Regions from separate parts of the Sus scrofa genome. Here region 1 is linked to region 2. A link is a contact called in public HiChIP or PLAC-seq data. All regions are on one chromosome and are shown on one strand. The core of a region is the stretch at or near the end of the contact, and the rest is flanking DNA. Distances in the headings are between cores, read along the strand shown.

What was found. HiChIP or PLAC-seq counts read pairs in DNA pulled down with a chosen protein or histone mark.
Region 1: a contact with region 2 is called in an H3K27ac HiChIP or PLAC-seq map of alveolar macrophages. The contact joins two enhancer-like sites. A contact is called at or near these places in 1 of 47 Hi-C or Micro-C datasets (embryonic fibroblasts) and 1 of 2 datasets of contacts at active chromatin or transcription factors (alveolar macrophages).

The regions. Positions count from the first base shown.
Region 1 is chr18:26,079,213-26,083,626 of Sscrofa11.1, reverse strand. All of the region lies in intron 5 of TSPAN12 (tetraspanin 12), which reads right to left. Among named protein-coding and RNA genes, the nearest start is that of TSPAN12, 35 kb to the right of the region's middle. Within about 2 kb of position 1,341, at least 3 of the 83 cell types and tissues checked have an H3K27ac peak or open chromatin away from gene starts, as enhancers often do. A contact at or near this core is called in alveolar macrophages, where this site is marked.
Region 2 is chr18:25,612,778-25,617,133 of Sscrofa11.1, reverse strand. No RefSeq gene overlaps it. Among named protein-coding and RNA genes, the nearest start is that of WNT16, 19 kb to the left of the region's middle. Within about 2 kb of position 2,318, at least 2 of the 83 cell types and tissues checked have an H3K27ac peak or open chromatin away from gene starts, as enhancers often do. A contact at or near this core is called in alveolar macrophages, where this site is marked.

The DNA.
Region 1 (4,414 bases), core at 92-2,591, 470 kb before region 2:
CACCATGGGATACTTTTGCCTTCTCAGATCTCTAAAGTAAATTCTTTTCAAAATTGACTTCTAGTTACAATGAAAACCAAGAAAAACCGAAAAGGTAGGATCTGTCCAAAGAGGAAACTTGGGCATGGATGTGAATTTGACGTTGCCTGGGGACCACCATGCAGATTTCTGGATGGATTTTTAAGCCTTTTACATTTCATTTCCATTTCTTGTCCCCTGACTGAAGATGTCTCTGCTGCACCAGCAGAAAGGCATAGATGTACATATACGTGAGTGCCTAAAAGTTACATACATGCAATAGCTTGTAGCTGTCCAGGCTGGTGGATTCAAAAGACAGTGTAAACTACAGGCATGGCATCAACATGACTTCCTAAAGTAAGCCTTCCAATGAACAAGCAAAACCATAACATAAGCCACTCCAGGAATGCATATGTAAAGCACGTAGATTTTAAACAATGTCTCATTACGAACTCAAAGCTAAGATGATCCATCGTGGGAGAGAAGGGGTAAACATCCATATGAGCTGGACACTCTTTCAACTGGGAAAATGCATCTTTCGGCTCTGATGGTCTCATGCGAAATTCATCCCATATAAAGCACTTCCTCTGTCTTTATTCTACTTACAGTCAGGGGCACAGATTTATTAGACCTTGAGATGGAAAATACAAGTTTCCTCAACATTACAAAATATCCTTGGAGCAAATTAAGTCTAAAAAATGTAATTCGACTAAAACTTTTTTGCAGGTGGTGCTACAGCTTCACGGTCAGCTGTCTTTGCTTTGTCGACACTATATTGGTCTCCTCCATCCTGTCTTCTGATTTCAAGGAAAATTTTAAATGTCAAATCTATCCTTAATACAAAATAGGTAGATGGGAGTTCCCGTCGTGGTGCAGTGGTTAACAAATCCGACTAGGAACCATGAGGTTGCGGGTTCGGTCCCTGCCCTTGCTCAGTGGGTTAAGGATCCGGCGTTGCCGTGAGCTGTGGTGTAGGTTGCAGATGCGGCTCAGATCCCTCGTTGCTGTGGCTCTGGTGTAGGCCGGTGGCTACAGCTCCGATTGGACCCCTAGCCTGAGAACCTCCACATGCTGCTGGAGCGGCCCAAGAAATAGCAAAAAAAAAAAAAAAAAAGACAACAAAATAGGTAGATGAATTGCATTTACGTCTACAGGTTCTCTTTTAGTGAGCTCTGAGCCCTAAATAAAGTCAGCCTCATATTTGATGCACAGAGAATGCAGGCAGTCACTGTTTAGTTTAAGGGCTGGGTCTGTCTCAGGCATCTATAAAACCTGGTGTTAATCCACAGTTTAAGTAGAACAAAACCAGCAAAGAATTAAGCAACAGCTCCCGCTGTGCTTCGTTGTGGTAGGAAGTGTACACACAGATCATATTGCACCACAAAACCGTCTGTTGTCCTCAACATGATTGAAATCTGTGCCTCTCTCGCCTGAGGTCAGCATGTGTCTCTCAAGCTCTTCCTTTGGCAGCACACGTGGTTTGTTGAGGGTCTGCACCAGCCCTTCTCCCCAGTGAGTGCTGTCTCAGAACGGCGGCAAGAGCTCTGAACCTGGAGTCAGTGGATTCAAGTTCAAATCCAGCTCTAAAACACACTCTGTGTTCTCTGGAAAGTCATTAAGCTGCCCTACCATCAGTCTGCTCATCAGCACGATGAAGCTAAAAATAGAGCCTTCTTCTCCATTATCACCAAGGTTGATTTGACACATGGGAAAGTAGTTTGGAAATTTTTTAATTTTGAATATGTAAAGCATTATGCAAATGCTATTCTGACCTGGTTTGTGAAATACAATCCAATGGGGACTTAGCCCTTCCTACTGGATATGCCCTTCACTCCCTGTAATGTGCCCCCTTGTTTTCCAGTGTCTCATCTCTTGTTCTTTACTATTCTCCTCCCCCCCCACCCCGGCCCCGAGTATCAGGGTAGCTCTGTCTCCTGTACATCAAGTCTCAGGGGCTTTGGCTTTTAATCGATTGGCTGCCTCATCCACAAGTCCCTATTCTCACTTACTTGCTAGGCCATCGGTTCTGGCTGGCAGGGATCTTGTTCTGAAACATTATTTTATCCCCAGTGCCTGAGGAGAACCTGTCACCCAGCAGGTGTTCAATAAACGTTGGTGGAAATAATGATCAGTTTACCAACTGGGAAAAAAAAAAATTTCAGATGGCCTTCAATTTCTCTAATTTGAGCTCCAAGTTTCTTGTTAACATTAGACTCCCCTGACTTCTGCTTACACATTTCCATTTTAAATACTGCCCTTCTGTTTTACTACATGTCTTTTTGGAGGGTTATACTATGATAATTCAGTGCACTTTTAAACATTAAAGACAATTTACATAGTTAAAGAAAAGGAACAATACGCAGACAGGCCCCAGCTTTCCTGAGCTACTATCAGCCAAACATTTTAAACAAATGAAGCCTGAGAAAGCATGTTTATACAAGGAAATTAGAGTGCAATTATTTGCATTACAAACTATTTTATTTGTTTAAAATGTATTCAATACAGACTTCCTTAAAACAGCTAAGTTCTTCTACTGTAATTAAACTAAAATTTGCATTTTATGAATGTTTTATCCCAAAACATATGTTCATGAAAAAACTGCACCAAGTAAGGCAAGCTGATAATAAGATATATCCTCAAGATGATGCAATTAATTAGTGATTTTTTTTTTCCCATCAACCTCTCAAGCTGAGAATAATTACCTTTCAGTTCAAAAATGAGTGTCCTCACTGGGTGAGATAACAGAAGATGAGATAAAACACTATATGTGAAATTGCTTTGTGGACTTTTTTTTTTTTTTCAGCTATTCAAATAGAAGAACATGAGCTTTAAAATAAAAAAGACTTGGCTTCAGATTCTGGCTCCTTTACACACCAGTTGGATGACCCTGGGCAAACTACTAAGCCTCAGTTTCCTCATTTGTAAAATAAGAATATTAAAATTACCTTGCAGTGTTGCACTGAGGATTCTTTTTTTTTTTTTTTCCTTTCTTTTTTCTTTTTCTTTTTATGGCTACACCTGCAGCATGCGCAAGTTCCTGGGCTAGCTCTTGAATCAGAGCTGCAGCTGCCGACCTACACCACAGCCACAGCCAGGCCAGATCCGACCCACATCCATGACCTACCCCCGGCTTGCAGAAATGCTGGATCCTTAACCCAGTGAGAAAGGCCAGGGATCAAACTCACATCCTCACAGACACTCTGTCAGGTTCCTATCCTGCTGAGCCACAAAGGGAACTCTGCACTGAGGATTTAATCAGGTAAAGCACTGTTCCACAGCAAGCCCTACCTAAAGGTTGCCTTTATTAACCATATCAATATAAACTCCAAGAGTACAAGAGGTATCATTAGGTTTTAAATACTTAACATACTGCCTGGCATGGCACACATACTCAATGCATATTTCTTGGATGGGTGTAACTGTGACTGGGGAATGACAGTGAACAAAATTGTTCTTGTCCTTCTAAAGATTATCAGTGACACTCCCACTAAAGGACATCTAATCCCACAAGCTATTTGGTAAAATCTTTAGTAAAATCCCTGTCCTATGAGATGATGGCTGGTATTTTTCAAAACATCCTTATTAGGAAACTAAAGCAGGAAGGGTGTGGAGGGTAGGAAACCTAACTTCTGCTTTAAAAATACTGAAATCAATTTGTCTGTTATGTTCAACCAAGGTTGACCACAGACTACCAAGAACAGCACAGTTTATTAGTCCCTTTGTCCACTAGAAACATTTGAGAGGATAAAAGCATGAAATCCCACCTCCCTATTTAACCCTTGGTGACCTGTAAGTAAAGCATCTTCCAACAGAAATAAAGGTGATTCATTTCCCCTTTTAAAGATTATTTCATTTCCTTCTATGTGTGCAGACAAAATAGTAAAATCTCAAGGAGACCTTTTCTTAAAGAAATATTTATTTGTAAAAAGGATCTGGTTCCCTGACACCTCTCCCATTCCCCAGGGTTTCCCTCTAAAGAAGGTAGATTAAATATGTGCCCTTATCCCTTTTCCCCCTTGAAACTTCCCTAGGGAATTCCCACTGTGGCTCAGCAGTAACAAATCCCACTAGTATTCATAAGGACAGGCAGGTTCGATCCCTGGCCTCGCTCAGTGGGTTAGAGGACCCAGCGTGGCCATGAGCTGTGGTGTAGGTCGCAGACGCGGCTCAGATCTGGTGTTGCTGAGGCTGTGGTGTAGGCCGGCAGCTGCAGCTCTAATTCGACCCCTTGCCTGATCTCCATATGCTATAGGTCTGGCCCTAAAAAGAAAAAACAAAACAAGTAAACACACACACACCAAAAAATGAAACTTCCCTAAGCCAACAATAAAAGGATATTTTAAAAGACCTAACTCGGAGAATAAAGGTAAAGGAAAAAAACACAAGAGCAAATACA
Region 2 (4,356 bases), core at 1,069-3,568:
GGTTGTAAAGGGAGAAGAGTGATAAATATGGACCAAGTCCACTCAAAGTTGCATACGTGACTTCTAAATGTGCAGAACAAATGAAAGCATCTGATTCATGTGCGAGATTTGGAAGAGCAGGGAGAAGGGGGGACAGGGCTGCCTGTTGCCCTCTGTTGTGCTCTGTTCTAACCCTGAGGGCCGTTCACTTTCAAAGAGGCCAAGAAGCCTTCCTGCTGCACGTCAGTAAAAACAGCTCAAATCCACCTGGGCCTGTTTAGCCAAGAAAAAGGAAGGGTGGCCCTTGTAGCCCCTAATGACTCTTTGATAAAAGAGGAATATCACTACATTTAAGTGCCTATTTAATCACACCTCGAGCTCCTCATAAACCAAGGAAAGGTGTAAATAAACAAATTGAAAGCCAATCATTTCCCATTTGTTTCTAATACGTCAGCTACCCTTTCCTTTAAAAAAATGTTTTAAACATTTTGTCAATGGTATTGTTTTTATTTTGCCCCAGCTTTATTGAATTATACTTGTACATTTAAAGTCCCATCCATTTTAACTGCTTGATCCCCTTGGCAAACAACACATGTTCGCTCCTCACAAGGCCCTATGCCAGCAGGGCGCGAGATGGCATACGGTTCAACAGCAAAACGGGACAACGGAAGAAGCGAGCGTGACAGATACCCCTCAGCATGCCCTCTATTTCATGGATGCCGGCTGAAGATAAATTTTTGAGGAAAAAAACTCTTCCCTCTGTGAGCTTGAATGCTCTTTCTTCCCCCAAACGCGCAATTTACCATTTCTTAAGAAACTACTCTCTAAAATTTGTGGACCCTAATGTAGGAACTACAATCCCCAAATTTCAATTGCCTCAACTCCTGTCACTTCGCCCATGTCCCACACCCCCAGTGCCAGAGAATCACAGGGAGACTTCTTCAGGGTATTTCCATAATGGGATTTTTTCCCCCCAATAATAGGATTTTCACACATCCTTGCAAGGTGTTAACAGTTCCACAAGAATTGGCTTTCCACCCCGTTTCCAAGGCAAAGGTTTCAGATTTCTGTAGAAGTCAGGCGAGAGCTCAGGTCCTCTGCCAGGGGAGAAGAGAGTTATCTGGGGCAGGGGCACCCCCTTGGTCAAGGGTACGAAAGTTCAGTCCTCACGCCTAAGGAAAATCCTCACCGTCGACTCTTTGTCTTCTTCCCCGCAGGCCGACCCGTGAGAACCCCAAGCCCCTGGCTGACGGCCTTACCCACAATTGAACTTAGTCCTACCTCTACTCTTCAGCAGTTTGCTTTCAAATCTCTCAGAGCTTGGACTTGCAGGACATCTTCTTAGGAGTTCATTTCTGTTCTTATCAAATGAAGCACACAGCACTCCTTTAATCAGGTTCCCACTATGCATGGGGAATGCAGAAGCCGGTTCCCAAATCGGCCGTCTCATTCCACCAATGATGCATAAGGAGTTACCAGCCCCGTCCTGCACTTGTCCAAGGTGACATCCAAGCAGGAGCAACAGCACCTATGCTATGCGGTAGGTATGCGAGCAGGATGACACTTGAACACATAATGCGTTGTTGAAGGTGTGTTTGAAAGTCAAATGAGCACATTTCAAATAACAGACTCTTAAGAAAAAATGTTGATCCCAGAAACCAAAAAAGGGTTTCAGAGTTCCCATTCAAGATTCCTCTCTTGCCCAGGCAGCCCGGCTGGTGGGTGAGAACCTTCGCAGGCCCTCTGAGCATGAAGCACATGCCGGTGTGAACTATAATTTCGCCCGCAGTATCAGGAAACAACAGATGCTGCAGCCAGCGAGCCATCACATTACAGCCCCCGGGGAGCCCCGAGGGAACTCTGGACGGAAAGAGAATGCTACAGCCCCCTTCACAGTGACCCTGAGGAGCCTCTGGATGAGAAAACACAGGATACTGACCCCAGGTGGCCGAGGCACATGCCAAAGGACTGGTTTCCCTGAGCCCACTCTGCATCTTCCCTCCCATACATAGAAAACTGCTCAACTCCTTCACCTGAAATGTCCGGTTTTCTTTAACAATAATCTTTTGATGTTCCAACCAACTGGCTTTTTGTTACAAGACCTCCTATATATCCTGGCCCCACTCCACCCTCACCCCCTTCACTTCTTCAGAACAGTTTCTCAGTCTTATATGAGATGCTGTGTCCTGGGCCAGAAATCCTCAGAATGTCCAGTGAATAAAACGTAACTTTCAACTTTTAGGCTGTGATTTTTTTCTTTCCCCAGTCGACACTGGTGTGCGCAGGGGTCCGCCAAGTCCCAGCATCTCCTCTGATCTGGTGACTGTCCCGCCCCGCCCTGTGGCAGGAGTTGGGTGGAGTTTGGAGGACGTGTGCTCTCCCAGGCTGGGGCTTCCGCACAGGGCTCTCCTATGAGACGCCTCGACCAGCTGCTGTCGCAGGAAATAATCAGAAAACATTCCCTGCCTCTAGCTGAAGTCACGCAATTTCTTTTTTTTTTTTTTTCTTTTTGCCATTTCTTGGGCTGCTTCCGCAGCATATGGAGCTTCCCAGGCTAGGGGTCGAATTGGAGCTGTAGCCGCCGGCCTACACCAGAGCCACAGCAAAGCGGGATCCGAGCAGTGTCTGCAACCTACACCACAGCTCATGGCAACACCGGATCCTTAACCCTTAACCCGAGTCACATAATTTCATAGTCTCCCGGGGGAGGGGGGTGGGACAGAAAGGAGAACTCTATCATATGATTCTTTGAAGTGCTAGTGGCATGAAGATACACAAAAGCTTGAATTCTGCATATGAAAAGTTTAGTGCTAGTGTGAGCAGAGTGAAAAGGGAGGGAGTACACAGTCAGGGTCCTGGAGGTCAAGGCCAACCTCCGTGGAATAGCCGCATCCTGTCTCAAGACCTTACTGCCCGGGTCGTTGAATGGTTCCCTTTAGGTTTGGTGTCCTGGTCTGTCTGGGCGGCTGTAACACACCACCCACCATACACTAAGGTAGCTTATAAACAGCACTTTCTTTCCTACAGTTCTGGAGACTGGGATGTCCAAGACCAAGGTGTCAACAGATTCGGCGTCTGGAAAGGGCCCGCTCCCTGGTGCACAGATGACTCCCACGGCAGAAGGGCCCAGCCCGGAGCTCTCCAGGGTCTCTTTCTTAAGGGCCCTAATTCCATTGGTGAAGGCTGCACCATCAGGACTTAGCCACCGCCCAGAGGCCCCACCCATCTCCCCAAAGCATCACATTGGCGATTAGGTTTCAACAGGTGAATTCCGAGGGGACACAAATATTCAGACCATCACACCTGGCATGATGGGGTTGGACAGCTTCAGAGGCTGACCTAACGTTCCTCTATTGCTAACACGTAACTAGCCCCAAGAAGACACAGGCAGCAATAGTAGAAATGCAGCAGCTGCATTTCAAGAGTAGTTTGTGCCAGGCACGTTGGTGGTAGACCCCACAAACGAATGGTTCTATCCCAGTTTTACAGGGGAGGATCTTGACTTTCTCAAGGTCCTCGTGGAACCGATGGCAGAACAGAGACACATACTCAGGCAGGTCTGTGTACTCTTTGCCAGGAGGCTACGCTGTCTCATTACAGGATTCTCTCCTCTTTAATAGGATTTCAGGCCCTGCTCCTCTCTGGCAATGGAGTGAAACAGTATGGGCTGATTATATGGACCATTAGGAGCGTGTAGGTTCATAAATCAATTTCCCTTAGTAAAAGGGAGTATCTTTTACCGATTCAGGTTCAACTTGTTCTTTCCTTTTTTTTTTTTTTTTTTGGTCTTTTTGTCTTTTTTGTTGTTGTTGTTGTTGCTATTTCTTGGGCCGCTCCCGCGGCATATGGAGGTTCCCAGGCTAGGGGTTGAATCGGAGCTGTAGCCACCGGCCTACGCCAGAGCCACAGCAACGCAGGATCTGAGCCGCGTCTGCAACCTACACCACAGCTCACGGCAACGCCAGATCGTTAACCCACTGAGCAAGGGCAGGGACCGAACCCGCAACCTCATGGTTCCTAGTTGGATTCGTTAACCACTGCGCCACGACGGGAACTCCTCAACTTGTTCTTTCAATAGTCAGTGTGCTCCAGCGGTGGGCACGGTTTCTGCAGAGGGCAACAGGGAAGCTCAGTGATGGCAAGCCACTGTACCTGTGAACCAGCTATTCTGGGAAGAGCGTCTTTGCAGTGCTGAGGTGGCTTATAATCTACCCTTGGAACAAACCCAAGAGAAACCTCTCTTCGGTCCCTGACCAAAGAGCTGTCAATCCCCCTTCCTTTGAAAGCATTCCTACCAGAGACATTCTAGTGAGAAAGTGTTTCTGTAATACAGCTGCCTGCTGGCTGTCTGCCCCTCACTGGACGGGGGGACGGTTC